Linked DNA regions of Pan troglodytes: region 1 is linked to region 2. The links are chromatin contacts, called in public Hi-C maps. All regions are on one chromosome and are shown on one strand. Each heading gives the region's core, a stretch centred on a gene start, on an enhancer-like site or on the middle of the called end of the contact. The rest is flanking DNA. Distances are from core to core; before and after follow the strand shown. Region 1 holds the start of NCOA3 (nuclear receptor coactivator 3). Region 2 has its middle 21 kb from the start of ZMYND8.

Region 1 (3,967 bases), core at 1,244-3,743, 120 kb before region 2:
CTTACTGAATTCTATTTTATTTGCTCGGGAGGTGCGTGGCACTTTTTAGAAATAATTTTTATACAGAGAAGGAAATGCACAGCGTAATCATTTTCAAAATAGTTAAATTATTTAATATAATCTTTAATAACCTAGCTCTAATATCACTGAATTTCCTTAGCAAATTGTTAGTGTTGGCAAGCTGTTCAAACAACCATTCTAAAATATAAAAATATAAATCTCGCTATTGATGCTTAAGTTGTACATTTTCAAAGCCTTTGTAATTAAATATCTTATGGCAGAAATATTTCCTATAACTGCTCTAGAAATATTACAGCCTCCCGCTTAGTCCACAATCCCCATCTTCTATATGCCAAAAGCTGGTATATGCCTCTTATTTCAAATGCTGATTGGACAATTAAGTCATTTCCATCTATACATAAAATGCCCCTATAATTTAGGATCACAGGCAATTTAGATTTCTGCTCATTGCAGAACCTGAAGCAACCTCTAGTGACAGGAGCTATAGTGTTCAATATCATTTTACATGTTACAAGCAGAGGCTTCATTGTACATACAAACAATGAACCCTGGCAGAGTTCTTCATCCTAAAGCCTCACAGATTGTTATTTAACGGTATTAATAGATAAGGTGACATAAGCAGTAAGTTCAGAAGAGCTTTTTCCAATAGCTATCAACATTTTTTTTAAGAGAGCAAAAACAGTATTCCCACATTTTCTGTTTCTTCTGTTCATTTTATTTCCCTGCTTTTGGTATCCAACAGAAGTGGTTTCAAATGAAAATCTTAAAATAATTATTCCAAAGACCAAGGATATTCTAAAAACCAGTAACAGTCTTTGCCTCTGAGAAGGGGAAACTGTAGGGTTTGGCGTGAAAGAGAGATTCACTTTTCAATGTGTTTGTACCTTTCCAATTGGATATCATTCGGTAGAACCATATTCTAAATGAGCATACATTTAAAATATTTTCAAGAACAAACAATTCACAAACTTACAGGTTTCCATTAACATTTTCGTTTGTGCAGCATTCGCTGAAGACCTAGGATTTTTATTCCTCCAATCACCTTCTCAACAACCTGCTGCAACAAATACTGAAGCTTTTTTGCAGCCAGGGATCAGTTAGGTGGATCCGAGGCCAGGCATTTAAATCAAAGAGATGCAGCAATCTTACTCAATACTACCACCACTCTCACGCATCTCATTCAACTCCATTTAAAACCACTGCAGCAAGACAGCTGGTACTCTCCTTCCTGTTTCTTTACCGTACAGGCTTAATAACAAAAACAGGTTGGTTTTGAAGCCCTGCTCAAATACTGCAAAAAGGAAGTCTTCGCATTCGGGAGGGGGAAAAAAGTTTCGACTTCGAGAGAATCTCATAGCTTCCGTGTCATTCCATTTGGGAATCCCAGATCCTGCTAGTGAGGTAGATGCTCGCTCTCTCGGTTAACTTTTCCACCCTAGATGCCCTCAAACTGCTTAGGAAGCAACTAAGTCTCCCAACGACCCATGGCTAGTTTTGTTAAGGCAGGTACAAGACAAGCAGTTTATTTAAACCGTGACGAACTGGGTCGATGTTCATAAAATGAGAGATAGGGAGAGCAAAAAAAAAAAAAAAAAAGTAGTAATAAAGACAGCCAAACCCCAAATTTAATCAACCAACTTCCCACTTCCCATTTCCCAGCCTTCACACCAGAGGTAGTAAAACGCCTTTTTACCGAGAAAACTAAGAACCTACCCGAGCCCAACATGAAAATTCCGCGGACAATTCGTGTTAAAATATTTTTTAAATGCCCAAGTGAGGAGGAAACACAGCAACCAAATCTCACCCGGCTGGGAGGCTGGGGTGGGGGGGGGTCCCCGCGGCTTTTCCCTCCCGTGCGTCCCAGTAGCTGCTAAGGAGCCGGGGCAGCAGGAGGAGGACGCGGGGAGCTTTCAAAAGGGCTGGGGGAGGCAAGAGGAAGAAAAAACTTTAGGGACAGAAGGGGAAAGTGGGCCCCTGCAGTCCCCCCGCAAACTCCTCGGGTGACCCCTCCGCGCGGGGACCCTCTCGGATCCCCAAGCGGACTGCCACCCAGCTTCGTCTCAGCTCCGACCGCCGCGGGCCGCCCCCCGGGCTGAGGGGAAGCGGCGCGGCCCCGACACCCCGAAACTACCTCAGCGCGTCCCCCGGCCGGCGCGCCCCTCAGTGCCTTGGCAGATCTGAAGCCGCTGGCTCTCGCAGCCTGGGGAACTCGCCCCTCTTCCCTCCGCCTCGCACTCCACCCCCTCGCCCGCCACCGCCTCCTCCTTTATCTCCACTCACCTCCCGCCGCCATTTTCCTCGCAGCTCAGCTTTAAATCGGAAACTCGCCGCTCAGCCCGCAGCCGCCGCCGCCGCCGCCACCGACTAAGCCGCAGCCGCCGCCGTCGCTGTGGAGCGGCTGAGGCAGCAGCAGCTGAAGTCGCCGCACGGGGGGCCACTGGGATATGTAGTCCCGAGGCCACGCCCAGCACTACCGGTCCCAGGGGGCCTTGCGCGGCCGGCCTAGGGTTCCAGCGCCCCCCACCCTGGCTTCCGCGGCGGAGGGCGTGGCGACATGGGCTCGTGCGGCCGCTTTCGCCCAGCATCAACTGGGAGCTCCCTCGGGATCCGGAGAACCGGAATGCAGTCCTAGCCCTGCCCTTAATTTTTTTCATATTTGCCTTCGTCCAGTAATACCTAACATTTGTGGAGCGTTTCTGGTATGCCAAGCACGGATCCTCAAAACAAGCATCCGGTAGGGACCATGATCATCCTCATTTTTCAGATGAGCGAACTGAGGCACAAGGTCGGAAGCCACGAGGCTGTTCCTTAGCTGCTAAAGTCACTGGGTGAAATGTTGTTGGGCAGCAGTATATTCAGGGTATATTTAGTCCCGAAGTATCATCCCACAGCGTATTTATGACTTACAATAAAGAACAGCTTGCTTTACAACGGGTGCCCCTTACCAAGTGATCGAACTTAGCACCACCAATAATGGGTCAGGACTGTTGTTATGTGTCTCCTAATATGATGCAGTGGGGAAAGCATATTGCTACCTCTGTCGCATTCTTGCCACATACACACACACAAAAAGCTTACCTGAAAAAATAAACGAATTCAGAATGTGGGACATTCTACACAACATCTAGCCTGGAGTCTTTTAAAATATGACAGCATGAAAGAGGTGAAAACCAAAAGCAATAGGTGAGACTTGATTGGATTCAGGATGTTTATTTATGTAAAAAGAATTTGGGGGGCAATTTCAATGTGGACTGTATGTTAGATAATATTGAGTCAGTATTAGATGTGTTGAGTGTAAATAAAATAGAATAATCTGACCACTTACCACCTCCACGGTCAGCACCTCATTTCCCACCTGGACCACTGCAACAGCCTCCTCAGTGTTCTGCCTGCTTCCACTCTTTCCCCTTACAGTCTATACTCAACACAGCAGCCAGAGGGATCCTGGTAAGAACCAAGTCAGTCTATGTCCCTCCTGCAAAATTCTTGCAGTAACCTGCAAAGCCCCATACAGCCCGTCTCTTGCCCTCCCCTTCCCTCTCTAAACTCATCACCTTCTTCTCTTCCACTCACTTCTGTAACTCGGCTACAATGGACTCGGCCTCTCCAACGTGCTTAGCACACTCTGGCCTTAAAGATCGTGCACTTGCTATTTCCTCTGCCTAGAACAGTATTTTCCCAGAAAATTCAAATAACCCATTCCCTAATCTCCCCATGGTCATTGTCCAAATGTCACTTATTCAGTGAGGCTTTCCCTAACTGCTCTATTTTAACTTCCTGCCCACTCTGATCCCAGCTTTCCCTACTCCTATTCCTTTCTTCATTTATTTTCAGAGCATGAATTATCATTAAAATCACGATATATTTCTGTTTACTTATGTTATTTAAAATATCTCATTTTGGCTGGGCGCGGTGACTCACGCCTGTAATCCCAGCACTTTGGGAG
Region 2 (3,608 bases), core at 1,046-3,545:
AACAGTCTAGTCTAGGCCAGGCGTGGTGGCTCCCACTTGTAATCCTAGCACTTTGGGAGACTGAGGTGGGAGGACTGGCTGAGGTCTGGAGTACAAGACCAGCCCAGGCAACATAGCAAGACCCCATCTCTACAAAAAAAATTTTTTAACAACTCAAGCTGGGCGCAGTGGTTCATGCCTGTAATCTTAGCACTTTGGGAGGCCAAGATAGGAGGATCCCTTGATCCCAGGAGGTCGACACCAGCCTGGGCAACATAGAGAGACCCCATCTCTCTCTTTTTTGGGGGTGAGGGGGACGGAGTCTTGCTCTGTCACCCAGGCTGGGGTGCAGTGGTATGATCTTGGCTCACTGCGACCTTCGCTTCCTGGGTTCAAGTGATTCTCATGCCTCAGCCTCCCAAGTAGCTGGGATTACAGGCCACCACGCCCAGCTAATTTTTGTATTTTTAGTAGAGAGGGGGTTTCACCATGTTGGCCAGGCTGGTCTCCAACTCCTGACCTCTACCTCCCAAAGTGGTGGGATTACAGCATGAGCCACCACGCCCAGCACCAGATTTATGTTTATTTTTTTTCTTTCTTTGAGACAGTTTCATTCTTGTCGCCCAGGCTGGAGTGCAATGGCACAATCTCGGCTTGCTGGAACCTCAGCCTCTCAGGTTCAAGCAATTCTCCTGCCTCAGCCCCCCAAGGAGCTGGGACTACAGGCGCGTGCCACCATGCCCAGCAAATTAGTAGAGATGGGGTTTCACCACGTTGGCCAGGCTGGTCTCAAACTCCTGACCTCAGGTAATACACCCCACTAGGCCTCTCAAAGTGCTGGGATTACAGGCGTGAGTCACCGTGCCTGGCCCTTATTTAAAAAAAAAAAAAAAAAAAAAAAAAAAAAGGCCGGGCGCAGTGGCTCACGCCTGTAATCCCAGCACTTTGGGGGGCCAAGGCAGGCGGATCACAAGGTCAGGAGATCGAAACCATCCTGGCTAACATGGTGAAACCCCGTCTCTACTAAAAATACAAAAAACTAGCCGGGCGTGGTGGCGGGCACCTGTAATACCAGCTACTCGGGAGGCTGAGGCAGGAGAATGGCGTGAACCCAGGAGGCGGAGCTTGCAGTGAGCCAAGATCGTGCCACTGCACTCCAGCCAGGGCAACAGAGCGGGAGACTCCGTCTCAAAAAAAAAAAAAAGAACTCAAACATGTTAAAGAAACACACCCACGCCCCGGGGGCTTTGCTCTTATCATTCTCTCTTCCTGGAACACTTCTTCACCAGATACCTGCTCTTTCTCCTCACTCCAGGTTTTGCTTAAGTGTCATCTCAATGACATCTCTTTATTAAGTGTCATCTCTTTATTTTCCATGTGTTCTACCTATTGATTTATTCATTCATTCACTGTTCTAGGGCAGGAGGCATCCGTGAAGGCAAAGATTCTGTCTGTTCTGCTGATTTCTGTGGTCCCAGCACCCAGAATAGTACTGCACGCAAAAGCATATCTGTTGAATGAATAATGTGTGAACGAATGCACTAGATTATGAATCGGGCACCGGCATTCAGGGAGCACGCCGGACTCTCATCACAACACTATAGCTTTAGTACTGAAAATTCCTCCGCCGGGCGCGCTGGCTCATGCCTGTGATCCCAGCACTTTAGGAGACCAAGGTGGGTGGATCACCTGAGGTCAGGAGTTTGAGACCAGCCTGGCCAAACATGGCGAAACCCCGTCTCCACTAAAAATACAAAAATTAGCTGGTGCACGCCTGTAATCCCAGCAACTCAGGAGGCTGAGGCAGGAGAATCACTTGAACCCGGGAGGCAGAGGTTACAGTGAGCCGAGATCACGACATTGCACTCCAGCCTTGGCGACAAAAGTGAAACACCGTCTGAAAGAAAAAAAAAAAAGAAAGAAAATTCCTCAGCAGAAGTCTTTGGGAAGGTCAAAGGTGAAACTCCGAATTGTTCTCAGCTGTGCTTTAACCATTCCAGCCCCCTGAGAGCCCCAGGGCTCGGTCCGCCGCCCTTCCTTTACATTCCTGAGCTCTGAAGTCCCCACCTCCTTTCAGCACCCTGAGTTCTTTCCTAGGATGGAATGGACTGAATAATGTTTTCCATGTTAGTGATGGGGTCCAAGAATGTCCATGACGCATGAGACCAGAGCTCCCAGCCCGGGGAATGGAACGCTGCTCTCTCTGGAGCCACCAGGGGGCGCCATTTCTCCACGGAGTTTCGCGAAGGCCGCGCCGCAAGAAGCTGCTCTCCCAGCAGGAGGCGAGGCTCTTTGCCTGTTGCAGGGTTGGGTATGTCGGCAGGATTTGGAAGTGCTCAAGCAGGTGGTGGGAGAGCTTGCTTTGATGCTCCCAAAGAAAGTGTTGCCCAGGTTCTCTCCTGCTTGTAATTAGACCTGTGTTCCACCCCAGACTTTGGCTGCAGCTGCGTGACCCTGGACAATTCACTGTGAATGTTGCAGCCGTGGTAATCTCATCCATAAGAACACTGGGACCCCATGGGATTGTGTGTGGACACAGTGAGATGAAAGCTTGCAGGCACCAACCATTGCTCTGAAATGGGAGCCAGTGATGGGATCAGAGTTTGTTAATTATACTACTAATCAACTGAGCCCTGGTTCTCAAAGCCTGTTACCTGGATCAGCAGCAGCACCTGCTAAATTCTGATGGCGTTTGATAGAAATGCAAATTCTCAGCCCCACTTCCCCCAAAGTCCTTGATTGAATTTATTAATCTGCCGGGTGTGATGGCTCACGCCTGTAATCCCAGCACTTTGGGAGGCCGAGGCGGATGGATCACCTGAGGTTAGGAGTTTGAGACTAACCTGGCTAACGTGGTGAAACCCCTGTCTCTACTAAAAATACAAAAATTAGCTGGGCGTGGTGGCACCTGTAATACAAAAATTAGCTGGGCGTGGTGGCGGGCCCCTGTAATCTCAGCTACTTAGGAGGCTGAGGCAGGAGAATCGCTTGAACCAGGGAGGCTAAAGTTGCAGTGAGCTGAGATCATGCCATTGCACTCCAGCCTGGGCAATAAGAGTGAAACTCTGTCTCAAAAAAAAAAAAAAAGAGTTTCTTAATCAAAAGGCCTGAGAATTTCAAGAAATGCAGATTCTCAAATCTTTCAATTGAGAAACTCGGTGGGGGTGAGTCCCTCAATCAGTGTTTAGCAAGCTGCCCACGTGCTTCTGATGCCTGCTCAAGTCTGCTTAGAGCAGTAGGGACTTCTCCTGTAGGGGTTTGGAACACAATACCCCAAATTACAGCACTTTGGCAAACTGAGCATTTGAAGCTGAAGGAATTTGAGGAAGCCATAGAAGCAGGAAGGTCACTCTCTGACCTTCTCCTGCCTTCCTCTTCTGCAGTGGGCCACTCAAGTTTTCTCTGACCTGCCTCTCCTGAAAGCAGGCCCCAAGCCCCTCATTCCAGAGGGGGTCCGGTCCTGTCCGTGGAGACAATGAAGACTAAACTCACAGGCCTTGCTAAGTTCCCACCGTGTACATCATTGGATCAAACCCTTTTGTCCTCCTGTGACACTGCTGCTTGACTGTCCATAAAAACACAGGTGCCCTGGGTCACGGTTCTTCACTTTGGAAGACTCCTGAGTCACT

What was found. A called contact is a pair of places that touch in the nucleus more often than the background predicts.
Region 1: a Hi-C map of stem cell-derived neural progenitor cells shows a contact between it and region 2, with 2.2 times the contacts expected there. The contact joins the promoter of NCOA3 here to the enhancer-like site in region 2. A contact is called at or near these places in 1 of 7 Hi-C or Micro-C datasets (stem cell-derived neural progenitor cells) and 1 of 1 datasets of contacts at active chromatin or transcription factors (stem cell-derived excitatory neurons).

What each region holds. Positions count from the first base shown.
Region 1 is chr21:53,766,480-53,770,446 of NHGRI_mPanTro3-v2.0_pri, reverse strand. NCOA3 (nuclear receptor coactivator 3) reads right to left here and starts at 2,493. Exons shown (of 23, transcript XM_016938072.4): 1 at 2,302-2,493.
Region 2 is chr21:53,649,803-53,653,410 of NHGRI_mPanTro3-v2.0_pri, reverse strand. No RefSeq gene overlaps it. Among named protein-coding and RNA genes, the nearest start is that of ZMYND8, 21 kb to the right of the region's middle. Within about 2 kb of position 2,295, at least 10 of the 24 cell types and tissues checked have an H3K27ac peak or open chromatin away from gene starts, as enhancers often do. A contact at or near this core is called in stem cell-derived neural progenitor cells, where this site is marked.